2 separate regions of the Drosophila melanogaster genome follow, and region 1 is linked to region 2. The links are chromatin contacts, called in public HiChIP or PLAC-seq maps. All regions are on one chromosome and are shown on one strand. Each heading gives the region's core, a stretch centred on a gene start, on an enhancer-like site or on the middle of the called end of the contact. The rest is flanking DNA. Distances are from core to core; before and after follow the strand shown.

Evidence for each region. HiChIP or PLAC-seq counts read pairs in DNA pulled down with a chosen protein or histone mark.
Region 1: a contact with region 2 is called in a POLR2A S2P HiChIP or PLAC-seq map of the Kc167 cell line, with 5 times the contacts expected there. The contact joins the promoter of Aptx here to the promoter of vib in region 2. A contact is called at or near these places in 22 of 107 Hi-C or Micro-C datasets (the D17-c3 cell line, the Kc167 cell line, the OSC cell line and 11 more) and 3 of 6 datasets of contacts at active chromatin or transcription factors (all in the Kc167 cell line).

Annotation. Positions count from the first base shown.
Region 1 is chr3R:19,399,414-19,406,771 of dm6, forward strand. Aptx (aprataxin) reads left to right here and starts at 4,042. Exons shown (of 5, transcript NM_169858.1): 1 at 4,042-4,076; 2 at 4,197-4,409; 3 at 4,480-4,705; 4 at 4,888-5,336; 5 at 5,429-6,881. The coding sequence starts at 4,257. The coding sequence ends at 6,589. It overlaps Ino80 (INO80 complex subunit), which reads right to left and starts at 3,740. Exons shown (of 14, transcript NM_169854.2): 1 at 3,303-3,740; 2 at 3,056-3,249; 3 at 799-2,969; 4 at 592-732; 5 at 284-461; 6 at 1-220. The coding sequence starts at 3,582.
Region 2 is chr3R:19,224,664-19,231,861 of dm6, forward strand. vib (vibrator) reads right to left here and starts at 1,988. Exons shown (of 9, transcript NM_001275797.1): 1 at 1,818-1,988; 2 at 1,352-1,407. The coding sequence starts at 1,368. It overlaps CG11703, which reads right to left and starts at 3,517. Exons shown (of 1, transcript NM_142535.3): 1 at 2,240-3,517. The coding sequence starts at 3,444. The coding sequence ends at 2,383. CG5250 reads right to left here and starts at 4,613. Exons shown (of 1, transcript NM_142536.2): 1 at 3,554-4,613. The coding sequence starts at 4,564. The coding sequence ends at 3,629. It overlaps Polr2M (RNA polymerase II subunit M), which reads left to right and starts at 4,800. Exons shown (of 3, transcript NM_142537.2): 1 at 4,800-4,980; 2 at 5,048-5,765; 3 at 5,822-6,169. The coding sequence starts at 4,835. The coding sequence ends at 6,064. It also overlaps unc79.

The DNA.
Region 1 (7,358 bases), core at 2,792-5,291, 180 kb after region 2:
GCAGCAGCGTCGTCACCTTAACATCGCTTTTGGCATTCGACTTTGTTTGCACCTCCACAGACTCGATTTCCAGCTTTTGCTTGGACACATCCTCCATCTCCTCGATTAGCGACGTTTTCTTCTTCAGAATCTTTGACCGAATTACACGGTGTTCGATAGTTTCCTGCATATTGTACGTAAAGTAATCGCCAAATGCGTAAACGCTGCTTTCGTTGGCGGTCTTTAAGCATAAATCATTGTATAAATTGTTCGAATAAAAATTTATAAATATAAATAATTATACCATTGCTGTGAATATGAAGTTCTTAAGGACACTGTTTGGTGGCATATAGTCGAGAGCTAGTTTGTTTTCCAACATCGGCTCCAGCAGTTGATATCTACTGTCCGGCTGCTTTTTCCACCAAAAGCGACGGTAGGCCAGCAGTGGGTATTTCTCCAAAACTCTTCGATAATGCAAAAGACTGTAGAAAAACAAACGTAAGTATTGTAAGTATTTAACCATTTGTTATTATCAAACAAAGGAGCACGACATTTGCGAATTTTGCTATTATAAACATGTTACTTACAGGTAAAGGGTATAGGAATACTCACAAATCTATCAGTCCATTTAAAGTTACTTCTACCATATCTCCCACAGATAAATCGCAAAGCCGGGTAAATCCGAAGCAACTATTCACGTTCACATCCTCAAAGAGAGACCTCTGTATGTATTCCGATTTGAAGATATTGAACCTGCAAATGGGCAGTCAAGGATTAAAAATTCAAATATGATAAAATGTTCAAAACCTATCCACTTACCGGTTATAGAGCAAGTGCTTTCGACTGGGCAGCATTCTGTGTATGAGTCCTTCCTCATGAATCAATCTGGGAATGGTATACTCCGCACAGCGCATGAAAAACGGACTTCTTGCGTCCCTTCTTTCAAAAAGCTCAGGATGATTGCATACCTTGCGGAATTGCATGACCAGATTCATCAGGTTCGATGCCGAAGATGAGGACGAAGTAGTGGTTGATCCACTGGTCAGGTGAAGGAGATCCTCAATGCGGATCTTTTGCTTCAGCGCCCTGTATAGTAACTTTTGACGTATGGTCAGCGGACAATAGACCATAATCTCAATTTTATCCGACAGCTCGTTCTCCACATCCTTCTTTATCCGCCTCAACATGAAGGGTTTCAAGATCATATGGAGTCTGGAAATTTGTTTTTCATCAATACCAGTTTTGTTCTCCGCATGCGATTCAATATCCTTGGAGAACCACTCGTTGAACTCATCGTGGGAATCAAATAACGTTGGCATAATAAAGTGCAGCAGTGCCCACAGCTCAGCCATGCTGTTCTGGATGGGCGTGCCACTGAGTAGCAATCGATTACGACAGCTGAAGCCCAGTAATAGCTTCCAACGCTGCGAGGCGGCACTTTTAATGGCTTGTGCCTCATCTAAAACCATATACTGCCACTTGATCCGGTTGAAATACTTGTAATCGCTGACCACCAGCTGGTACGAAGTAATTACCACATGAAAGCTGGCGTCGCGTGTGTGTAAGTGCTTTTGGTCCCAAAACTGGCGCAGTATCTTTCGTTCGGCAGGTGAACCCCAATATGGTACCACCTTAAAGTCGGGCACAAATCTGGACATCTCTTGTTGCCAATTGTGAAGCGTAGAAGCGGGTGAGATTACTAGAAAGGGACCCCACACTCCGTAGTGCTCGGCTATGTGGCAAAGAAAAGCTATCGATTGGACAGTCTTTCCCAAGCCCATTTCATCTGCCAGGATACCACTGATTCCCTGATCGTAGATGTTTGCGAGCCATGTCATACCCTTGATTTGGTAACCCTTCAGAGTTCCCTTAAACATTTTGGGTTGGGGTAGGTCCTTCATTTCGGGACGGGGTTCTGGTTTTATGTCCTCCACACTTTCCTGCGCTTGTTCCTCCTCTTCTTTTTCCTTCTTTTTAGCAAAGACATCGAATGCCCTGGTTTTGTCCAGATCTCTTTGCATAGCTGCCTCGGCATTCTCCTGGGCCAAAAGTTTCATCTCTCCTGCGTCATAGTCATCTTGAGCTGCCAACCTGGCATTGGTCTCCTCATCCAATTGGCTAAGAATGCGCAATTGATCCTCTTCGCTGCCCTGGCCCAGTTTCTTAGACATGAAGTGGGCATACAGCTCGGTTTGGGTAATCAGGAAGTTGAGCTTACGCTGCTGACGTTTCACCTCAATAAGTTCTACGTCCTGTTTTCTTTGTTCCTCCGCCTCTCGCTCCTGCTTGCGCCGCTGATCCCGCTCCACGCGCTCGTACCGCTTCCAATAGGCGAGCATTTCCCTGGTAAGTCGCTTGGCACGCCACACGGTTTCCTTCATAATCCTCTGGGAATTAATAGCACGCTGTCGCACCACTTTAGCGCACATGCCAGCCACCCTTTTGCAATTGGCCAGCATCTCCTTGTGATTATTACTCTTGATGCGTTGCAGTCTGCCAGATTCCTTTTTGGACATGATCTGCCAGATCCGCCGACGACGAGCGGCCAAAGCTGCTGGGTTCTTTCGCTTTCGCCGAACTTTTGTCACTTGTCCCTCGGTGCCGCCTTCTACATCTACCTCCTCCTCGATCTCTTCCTCCTCCGGATAATCCAACGCCAAGCTGGCCAGTTCTCTTTTGTAGTCAACCTCGCCACCATCCTCGTCATCGTCTTCGTTGTTGGGCAGTGTGTCACCAAATGTATATTTACCCAGCTCTGACGGAGGCACCTCGCCGGATTCTGGTGATCCCATGTTATCGCGCTTCTTGCGGCCTCTTCTTCTCTGTTTGGGTGGTTTTGGTCCAGCTTGTGCCTCAGCCAAACGGGCCATAAGTATTTCCTGTTTGGTGCGACGCCGCCTCTTGCGCACTCCTGCAGTCGCCAGCTGACGCTCGGCAAAGATGTCGTGATTGGACAGCAAGCCGCTGCCATAGTATGCATACTGGGCATTCTGAAAGGGATTAAATAATCTTTTTAATAACATCAGTTTATACACTAACTGCAAACCAAACTACTAGACACATCAGCATCACTCACCGCGGCCTTTTTGTAGTAGTTCTTTCGCTGACGCTGTTCCCGAACGTGCTCTCTCAGCAGCTGCTGCACATACTCATCTTCGGTGATAGTGGGATCGTCGCTTTCCGTGTCGCTCAAGAGGAGATCGTATAGCCACTCCCGATCGCTGGTCAGATCGTTGAAGTTATAAAGCTGTGCTTTGACACTTTGTCGCTCTGTTGGGGGAAATTTTAGGAGGTGTACTAAACTGCTCCAGATACCAACTCACCTTCCTTGCTGGCCAACAGACGACTCTTCCGCTTGCTGGACTGTTTCATCCGGACCACGCCCACGGTGGAGGAGTCATCAGAGTCTTGTACATCGTGTTCCCTCTTGACCACATGCTCGTCGTCCGTTTCCTCGTCGCTACTCAGTGGCTTCCGCAGACTTCTTTTGGCCATGTTCATGAAGGGTCGCATGTTGAGTGCCGCCTCCAAGCGCTGGATGTGCAGCGGCTCCGCCATGGCACGGGGGCGTGGCTGGGGTGCCGGCACGGGCTTGGCTTCCATGGCAGCAGCGATTTTAGTCAGCTTTTACAAACAATTATCACGTAATTTTGCTTTTATGCGGCATGCACAGAGGTAAACAACAGTATGACCGCAGCGAGATCGGCGAAAAAATACCATTGAGTAACCCTCATATCGGCATCCAACGCCATTCGCACAGTGGGCTTGACTACCACAAATATAATATAATTGCTATCCCCATAAATCGTTATTAAAAAAGTTCACAAAATTACAAATTTTAAAATACATAAATGCATGAAAAAAGTTATGTATATTACACTGTTTTTGAACTTAATAACATATTTTCAGAGGAATAAATAGGAAGCAGCTCTACCTATATACGTTTTCCAACACTAACATTCAGCTGTTAGAGGTTTTGTTTTGTTTTCAGTTTGTGCAGTTGGAGACGATGATTTAATAGTCTGTAGGGTCGTGAGACGTCGATAGTTATCGATGTTTATGTTGCCAGCTGTGCGGCACTGGGATGTCAACTGCCAGTAAGAAAAGAAAGCAGTTCTTAGCAAGTTAACAAATAAATAAATGACAAAATAATAACGAAATATATAATAACAAAATAAATAACGAAAATATTTGCTTTTGTGCAAATACGCTCACAGAAATCGATAAAAGTCTCGCCGTTGCTGCAATTCCAAGCAAATCAGGCAGTAGCATTTGTGATGTCCTGGTCAAGTGCACTAATCAAAGATATCTCGAAACCAGAAAATTTGATCATTTCGTCAGAAATCGCAGTGGTCATAGCAGACAAGTTTCCCAAGGCGCAGCATCACTACTTGGTGCTACCATTGGCCGACATTCCCAGCATCTTTCACGTGCGCAAAGATTGTGCTTCCGTCTCCATCGTTTTACTATTCCAAGTAACATTTTTCTCGCTCCGTTTAGTTGAACCGGAGCCATCTGTCGCTTTTGGAGGAGCTGCATCTGCTGGCCAGGAACGTTGTGGAAGTGAAAGGAGTCCGGTGGCAGGACTTCAACGTGGGATTTCACGCGGAGCCGAGCATGCAAAGGCTCCACCTGCACGTCATCTCCAAGGACTTCGTATCAACAAGCCTGAAGACCAAGAAGCATTGGAACTCATTCAACACCGAGCTGTTTGTGCCCTACACAAGTAAGGCTATTAGAACACGGCGCAGGCTACAGGCTTCATGAGCGAAAAACAGATAAATCGAATGATCTAGTTAGAAAATAGAGATTTGCCGGCGGTGCCAATTTTTATGAGCATTCCCATATAGAAAGTGTGGCAGTATTAGCTAATCTATTTGAATTTTTTTATATATATTTTTTTTTTAGAGCTTTACGCCCAGCTGGAGAAGGAGAATAGCATTTCGCGACTCCCGAAATCACTAAAAGACGAGCTGCTGGCCAAGCCACTCATTTGTAATCAGTGCGAGTTTGTTGCAAGAAATTTGCCATCACTTAAGGGGCATCTGGTGGGGCACCTTCAAGATCCGAAATCAGTTTGCCAGCGAGTCCGACTAGGGAACCAGTTCTTTCCCACAGCTGGTTACAGAACGTCAGAACTTGCATATTGTTTCGATTTCGTGGATTTCTACGAATACAAAAAGCAAATGGAGGTGGATAAATTGGCATATATCCGAGATGAGCTGCAGCGCAAGCTAAATGATAAGAGGAACTTCCTTATCGAGAGTGACCGGGCGGTGGTCATGAAAGCGGACTATCCTAAATCGCAATACCACTTTAGGGTGGTGGCCAAGGAAGAGTTCAGGGATATAACTCAGGTGGGTTAGTGCAAAGACATTAGAAATTTTTCTAGTGTGTGATTAGTGGCAGGAGGTTGAATTGACTATTTATGCTCCTTCCCCATAATCAGCTAACCGAAGCGCAGCTGCCCCTGCTGGATCACATGATGGATCTGGCGAATCAAATCATCGAGAAGCAGAAACACCTGGAGTCGCGTAATTTTCTCATCGGTTTCAAAGTCAATACTTTCTGGAATCGTCTAAATCTACATGTTATTTCTAACGACTTCTATTCCATGGCCATGAAACGTATAAGTCACTGGAATAGTTTCAATACGGAACTATTTATGCCCTTTCAAATTGCGTATATGATGCTCAGTGTTCAGGGATCCATTGAATCCATTTCGGAGGAGACGTACAATAATTTGCAAGAGAAGACGCCATTGCGATGCAACCAGTGCGAATTTGTTACTAATATGTTGCTGGATCTAAAAGCTCACCTGTATCAGCACTGGCAGCGCAAGGAGGACGAGCGCGATCAGAAGAAAAAAGTCGATAAAATAATCCAAATGATATCTGAGACCAAACTGGATGAGGCAGAGGCAAAGCCGAAGCTGTTGAATGAAGAGGAACCTATTCAAGCTCAGCCCGTTGCCGCTATCGCCCAGTATCCCAATGAACATCTAGGCAAGCCCTTAACGCCGCAACAGCAGCCGGGCAAGCAGCAGGCCCAGAATGTTTACGACAAAAACATTAACGGGCCTTCTGTGAATATGATGAATCAGAACAATCCCAACAATCCGTTCCGGAACACTCCGCACCTTAATAGACAATCACAGAAACCGCCGCATCCCCGCTCTGGGCCCCGTGGACCAATGGCTCCTTGGACTGGTCCGCGCTTTCCGTGTCATCAACAGCAGAACAGATTCAGGCCTCCAGGATTTAACGCATGTCGGCAACCTTATCCACCCTATCATTCAGGCCATCAGCAATTTCCGAATGCTTCATCAGTCGGCGGCGGTCAAACTGGGCTGCCAGGTCAGGGACAGGGACCTAGACCGAAATGGAATTCAAATAAGATATTCAATCAACAGAACCGCCAAAATACAGTCCAAGCCCAGCCACAAGCCCAGAACCAACAAACCAACCAGCAGCAGATTCAAAATTCGAATAAAAACCAAACTCCAAAAAAAAAGCCATGGAAAAATCGCCTGCAACCTGTAGGCAAAGTTCAGAATCAAGGCGGAGCGAATCGCGATCCCGCACCTCCAAGTAACTCGAAACCATCTTAGGATGATTTATCCTATTGAAACAATTCCTAATTCCAAATTCCCAACAGCAGTTGGTAAACTACCAGAAAGACTTTAGATCCACACAAATCGTTCCCAAATTGGCATTTTGCAATAAACAAGATGAAGGCAGGAAGAAAAATTAAGAAATCACTTGGGATTCTACAAAATCAAACGATTTCAAAACAGCGCAACTCCTAGAATATTTTTCCCATATGAATTTTTTTTCTGTATGTCATATTTTAAAAATAAAGTTCTTGTGAGCTCTTGGGAGTTCGCGAAAATTTTGTAAAGCAGATATCGCTTTAATTGTCACTTTGCCACCCCTCCACCCATTCCTGCGCTCAATTAAAGTGCTCTGGCCAACTGGAAAAACAGCCACCCACGGCTAATTAAGCAGTCACCGAGGAGAATCGCCAGCATCAGCAATGCTCCTCCTCCAGCGCCAGTTGGAGCTGTTATTAAATTATGATTCTGAATTCGAAAAGTCGACGAAGTTTGTCGGGTAATCAGTGTCCCAGTGGGAGAGGGATAACTTTACAGTGGATGGCCGCTTGAATTGGATAGGTATACCAAAAAATGTTAAAACAAATTTCTTTGTTAGTAATAGTTTTAACATTTAGACACCGAATTGGACTTGAATGGTTTAAGCTATAATTAGGCCCAGTTAAGCTCATTTTACTCCCTCTAATTATATTATGTTCTAAAATGACTGCGCCTCTTAACAATTTAAACTAGTTAATTAGTTAATTTGCAGTAAATGTCATATGCT
Region 2 (7,198 bases), core at 738-3,237:
ACTTGAATACATATCGTACACCATATGATAAATATTAATGATATAAATACATTTTATGGGTAATCTAAATAGGAATTGTGTACATTTCTGTGAACGAACGCTGTAATGAACTACCAAATGCCACGGATTTTTCGCTAGCTTTTAAAAATTTTCCATTTTAAAATTTTTCCATATCATTTCTTCTTTATGATTAATGATATACCTATGTTTTTGTTGCAATAATATTCTTAAATGATATGTAATTAAAAATAAGCTATACAATACAAGCTTAGCAACACAAAAGTAGAAATCGATTTCTGTGTACTTTAAGCCAGAAACCGATCGTATGAGAATTAATAGCTTACAAAACCGATACACTTAACACCTATCAGTAAAAGGTGCTGTTTATATACAATTGAGTTTCCATTATAAGATTGATGCGAATGATTGCGCATACGAAAAATGATAAGACCGAGATTGTGTGTTTGAGCTTTCAGTTTCAATCTCCTGTATGCAAGCCGCTCGGATTTTCCTTGATTTTCCGACAGCTGTCAAAGTCAAAGCAATTATAAGCCGAGCCATTTGATGTCAGACTTTTGACAATTTCCGTTAATAAATTAAAAGTATCATTGCCAAAATGGGAATGTGAGGGTGGCAAACGTGAGCCATTTGCAAATGAGAAGAATGTATGAGAAGAATGTCACCTGGTGCTTTGCGACCGAAAAGGATTAAAGATGCACGATGAGTCAGTTTAGTGGGGTTAACGCAACGACCTTATCGCACTTAACAACTTGTTTGATTAAAATCGCAGGGCCCAAAGCCGAAAAGAGAGTAATGGGAAAAGAGAGGCGCAAAAGAGAGTGACTCACTGAAAAAGTCGACAACGTGGCGTCGCCGAGCGCCTAAAAAGCATTATCTTTACGTATATAGTATAGATTATCGATGATTCAAAGGAGTTTCCAAAACTAATTAGCAGTGGCATTGGTTATAAGAAGTAAGTTTTGGCTTACGTAGCTCCAAAATGTGACTTAAACTCATTACGTCATCGCCACAGCTGCAAAATACCTGAGATAGAGCGAGATGGAAAGAGAGGGGGTGTGCGGAAAAGGGGGCGTCAGGGGGCTGATAAGAAAACGGTTCTGTTGTTGTTGCGGAAAATGCCCGCAAACTTAAATACAACAAAAGCAACTACTGAGAGAACTGAGAGAGCAGCAACACACGCGACCAGAGAGAAATGGAGAGAGCGAATGTCACGAAGAGAGTGTAAAATCGATTTGTCACAAATAATTTGCGGCTTGCCCAGATTTTTTTTTGCGATTTAAACATCAAATAATCACAGGTAAATGGTAAAAACATACAGTTTTGTACTCACAATTCTTTGATCTGCATCTTTGCCAATTATTATCCGGTATTTTCCTGCTTGATTCGCTGCGAGAGAGTACAAAATACAGAATTAGATTTAATGCGAATTCGCTGGCGGATTTCAACTAAATTGTAGCATTTATTATTTCCAAATATAAATGCACTTGCACTCTACGCTTAACCTTCGCACGCACTTTCTATATTTAATTTACATATATATCTGCCAATAACACTTTGGTGTTTTTGTTTCGCTGCCAAATCGCTGCGCCCGCACTTTTTGTTTATGTTTGGCCAAGCCAACTTTAGTTTAGTTAGCCAATTGGGATTCTAATGCTTTTTCTCCAATTGTCGGCTAAACGCACGAGTCATATGCACACACACACTCTCTTGCAAATACACACGCACACACAGCGGGCGGAATATCAATAGCAATTTATGCGATTTGCCGCTGATTTATTACTTAAGTGATGACGTACAACTGGGGAGTGCGATTGGCCTGGTATCGGGATCGGTACGCGTTTGCAAATCGGCGGCAGTAATATACTAGTAATGAGTTTGTTATTTAGCTACTGCGTGTCCGGAGCGGAGCTAAAGTTCGATGTTCGTGCAAAACACTTCGATTCCGATAGGCGGATGCTATCGATTTCGGCGATGCCCCTTGGTCACACTTGGTGGTGGGCGCTGCCCGTCGCCGACTATCGATAGCACAAGCGGGTTATCTAGGTGTGCGCAGCTTGTTAGGGTGACTCATGCTGTTAAAATTATTATAAAAAGTTAATGAATATAATATAGTTATAATAAAATTATATATAAATCTATAAGATCAAAGATCATCAGTTATCATTTATCATTTGATTATATGAAAAACAAGAACAGAAACAAGATTTAATAGGTTTTTGAAATGTGAAAATGTGGGTTACCCCCAATTCTTATTCGAAATTAAATAACCTAAAGAACACCTACACAGATAGGTAATTTGCACATAAGCAAATTTTGTCTAGAATTCCAAATGGTAATAATAGTAGTAATAGATTCCAATTCTTATAAGCTTGGTGGCTCCGTCATTTCCTCCTTCTTGGCATCATTTCCCATTGCGTCTAGTGCGTCCTTCTCATCCTCTGGCGGTGGCGGCAATTCTAATCCTCCGAGCATACTTTCTGGTCGATTTGGAGATGGCGGTTCGGGAACGAGCTCTTCGGATTCGAGATCTATTTCGCGGGGTGCCTTACGAGTGGAGGGCCTTTCGAAATCCGGATTGCCGTCATCATCGGTGCGCATGCTCAGCGCGAACTTGATAATTCCCATGCCCTGGTAGTCATCGTCGATGGGTATGTTTCGGGCCCACACCTTGCAGCTGAAGAAGGTCTTCGCATTCTCGGGCATCTTGTTCATCTGGATGGCCACCACGCGCGTCACTCCTCTCATGTTCTCGGAGGCCTCGAAATATGGACCCGGATAGAAGACCATTTCGGGCTTGGGCCCATTGGTCACCTCGCAGGTGATCCAAATCTTGGGCGTGTTGCCCAGCTTGCCCACGGTGTCCTGAAGGCTCGCTGGCGCCTCCTTGGGCAAGTCATCTGGCGTGTCGTAGGTCTCCGGCACATAGCCAATAACCTTGTTCAGCTTGATGAAGACGGTCGGCTTTTCGGTGGCGTAGCCCCACGTAGTGTCCTGGTTGAAATCGGCGAAGAAGTCAATGGCATTGTCGTTCAATTTGTTCAGGAAATCGTCGATGCGGTCCGCAATCGGATTGACCTCACTCATGATGTGCGTAAAGTAGGCCAGCACGGATCGATTCTGGTTGGGCACCATCGACAGACCCGGCGGACCCTTGAGCCAGCGCGGCTTATTCGGATCAATGATGGCCAGCATAAAGATGCCCAACCAAAAGGCCACAATGCACACGATTAGGGCGTATAGTACCAGGTAGAAGCCAGTGATACGCATCCAACCCAGAGCTGTGCGTCCGAACAATTTGTGCTCGTCTATGTCGAATATCCTCTTCGACCACGGCAGGTCCTTCTTGCGACGTGTCTCCTGGTTCCGGCGTATCTGCTTGACCAGCTTGTAGTCCCCAGCGGGCACCATTACGTCCTCCGGCATCGTGGCGATCGTTCCGGTTCTGATTTGGCTACTGGTTACGTGGGCGTAAGTGGGAAATATTCGAAGCTTGTAGCTTCGGTTCACTATGAAATCTAAAGCGGAGTAAACTATAATTCTCAAATAGTTTTATTATTTTGTTAAGTATTTATTAATACATTAATAAATCCAGCTGAGTTAGCTGATCTCACTCGTACCACTCGTCCAGCACCAATGGAGTGGTTGGATGAACTGGTGCCGTCAGACGCACCAGCATCTTGACCGTTACCATATGGAGCGGTATGTTCTTAGCCCACGCCTTGCAGTGGATTTGGATGTCCTCGTTGATCGGAATGTTGCTCAACCGAACACTGATGATGCGCCTGAGGCGGGGATCCTCCTTGTAAGTAGGTCCGTCGTCGTCCGAAGACTCGTTGAGAAAGACATTGCCGGAGGTGAAGAGCTCTTCGGCATCGAAGAAGCGAACCGGATGGTAGTCGAACTGAATGTCCACTCTTGGCTCAATAACCTGGCAGGACACCCAGATGCGGTTGAAGCGCTCCTCCGAGCCCAGGCCCACCACATAGTCGAATAGCTCATCCGGAGCGTACTCGGGCAGCGTTAGGGCGTCATCGTAGGTTACCGCCTGGAAGCCCAATGCCTGGGTGATCTTTATTAGAATGCACGGCGTGCCGGACATATAGCCCCAACTGTCGTCTATGTTACAGCCCATCAGGCGCTTCGGGCCTTCGAGACCGTATCGTTTCACCGTTCGCATTATCGCGCGTTGTATGTTAGCCACATCCTTAATGTTATTAGGGCTCCACATAATTTGCTTCTGATCACCGACATGGTGTCCGGGTGCGGTTGCTAGTCCGGGGAACTTTTTGCATCCCGGCCTATCCGGATATATATGATTCGCAATCATCACGAGGGCCAATCCGGTTGTGAATACGCCCAAAACGAAAAAGAATCCGATGAAGTAGAGCAGCAGTTTGATAAAACGGCACACGGTCATCTCGGGATCCGCATTGCGTGTGCGAATGGAACGCCTGTAGAGGTACTCCGCCACACGCATATCACGACGCCGGCGAAGGCGTCCCAATTCGTAGGGACCAGAATAGATTATCGCGTCGTTAGGCATGGAATAATAATATATGGGTACTTAATTATATCTTATGGAAATATATGAGGGATTTCAGAAAGCTAGCTTGGGGTGGATTAGAAATATAGGAATGTATTCCGCACAGAAATCAGAAGCACTAATGTATATTTTTGAATAACGCGCCTTTTTGTCGATAACGATAGGCGTTAAGTGAACTCCTGTAGCCCTTTGCTTCGTAGCAGCACTAAGTATTTTATCGCAACCACAGCACGGTCATACTAAGCTTATGAGCAAAATAAGTGAGCCAAAATGGGCGATAATGTGATTCCTGCTCCGCTTAGCCGTATCCCGGGCACCAGCCAGGCGAAGGAGAAGCACAGCAAGGACCTGAAGACCCTTACCTATCCGCAGCTGCTGGAGATTAAGGACAGGCAGTCTCACTTTCTGTCGTTCAAGTGAGTTTTAGTTTCCACCTGTGGAGTTCCCTGTGAATTTATCTTATTTAATTTTATCTCTATTTAGAAAGCGTTTGCACCAACTGCCGGACAAGGGAAAGCGTCTGCAGGAGTCGTACGACAAATTACTGGCCGAGATCAGGAGGCGGGATGAAGTAGAGGAAGCGACTCGAATGTTGAGCGGTCTCAACATTGTCGAAAAGGGCAAAATTGCTCTCAACAATCTGGAGTGGAATGGCAGAAACACGGACGAGGGCGCCCATGTGGACGACATTCTGGACAGCGATGATGAGGTGGAGATGGATCCGCTGCGGATTATAGCGCAGGGAACAATGCACGAGAAGAAGGTCAAGGTTTTGCCTCCGCCAACGAGTTTCATTACGGCAGATGATCTGGCGGATATCGAGGAGTTTAAGAAACCAACCGACTCCCCAGATTCCGCCTTGGCAGGACATAGTGACACCAGTTCCCTTCCTGCCGAGATCGTAGAAATCGACGCCAGTCAAGTGGCCGCAAAGCTGAGCAGGGAGCTGCCTCCCGATCAGCATGCCCTCTACCTCATCGATAAGACGGAAACAAATGTGAATACTCCTAGGGAAAAGTTTATGCCATTCCGAACCACCAAGTCCAATGTCCACAATCCCGACAAGGAGCGCGTGCGCAAAAAGGGCAAGCATTGGGAAATAACGGCAGCAACTCCGCCACTCATCCAGCACAAAGAGGCCCAGTTGGTGCCATTGGCTGAGTCGGCTGCGTTACAGATTGATTACATGCAAAGAGTAAAGGTAATTTCATTGCTTATGGTCTACATAATTCGATGCTAAATACACTTTATTTGTAGGAGGTTCGCATTCAGCAGGCTGAACAGCGGCTGGCCAGGCTTAAAGACTCTCGACTCCGACTTGGCCTGCCCGAGGAATCGATTGTGAAAACCAAGGAATCCTTCCGCAACTACCGTGATCCCCAAGACACTTTTCTCATCGAGGGCAGGCAAAAAGCCAGCGAAGCGAATGAAGTGCAAGATCCTACTGTTCAAGACAGAGGATCGTCCGCCAGTGGCATTCATTACACGGTGTTCGAGTAACCTATGGGCAGAGCATGAGATAGAATCTATGCTATTCGATTTCCAAGAAACATTGTGTACTATTTATTCGCGTAGGCAACAATTACCAAATAAGACTGCATACATAACTATACTGTGTATACTCTGTGAATACTTAGATTGAATAGAACTGCGTGGCTGTGGAGGCTTGCAACTCGATCTGGCCCATCTTGAACTGCAAGCGCTGCAGCCATTTGAGCAGAGCCTCCGACTTGTACGTTTGCTGCTCCTCGTAGTCCGGTGCATAGTCTCTTACGTTTTGCAACCGGACGTGCAAAGTGTCCGAGAGTTGCGTCTGTGACGAGAGTACGGGGCTCCACATGGGTAGCAGTTTGCCCAGCACTGTGGAATTGGTGTCCTTCAACGCCTCCAACAGACTAAGGAAGTGCAGATTGACCATCTCGGACAGCTTGGAGTTAGCACTCTGCGTCTGAAAGTCCAGGGGGGTCTGCGGCTGATCCTTATTGACTGTCGGCTTGGCGTGGGACACCAATTGCAAGATGCAGGGCGTCACCTTTGCCCAGAACTCAAAAAGAACGCCTAACGTGCTGCCCTCCGCATTGCTATTGGTATTGTGGGCCATCTGCTCCAAGTACACCGTCCACAGTTGACATAGAGTGAATGCATGGAATAGCGAGGACATGTGCAGCACGGAGGTCTTGGACTGCTCCGCAAATCCGGCAAAGATCACCTGAATGTGATCGGCGATGTGGCAGGAGGCTTCCTGCGGCACCGGTTGCGAATAGGTCACTCCTTGATGCTGATAATGTACGCTGGCTGCAGGACCGGTGCCCTGACTATTCTGCTGCGGCAAGGGCGTAGGAATGCTATGTGTCTCCTGGCGCCGCTGCATCAGAGCCATGTGAGTGAGGGAGCCAAGGAGCAACCAGGACAGCAGGCGCATGTGACCCACGCATTCTGTGAACTCCTTGGGTCTAAATAAACGTTTATTTGTGTTATTCAAGGGAGATGTTAATCCTGATCTGGAACTTACCCTTGCTGAAGGGACGATGGAGCATTGTTTAGCCAGGGAAGATAGCGAGAAACGGCTTTGTTGTCCCTTGAGTTACCACGCGACATTTCCAGAGCCAAGTATTGGGCCACCGCTCCCTTGAG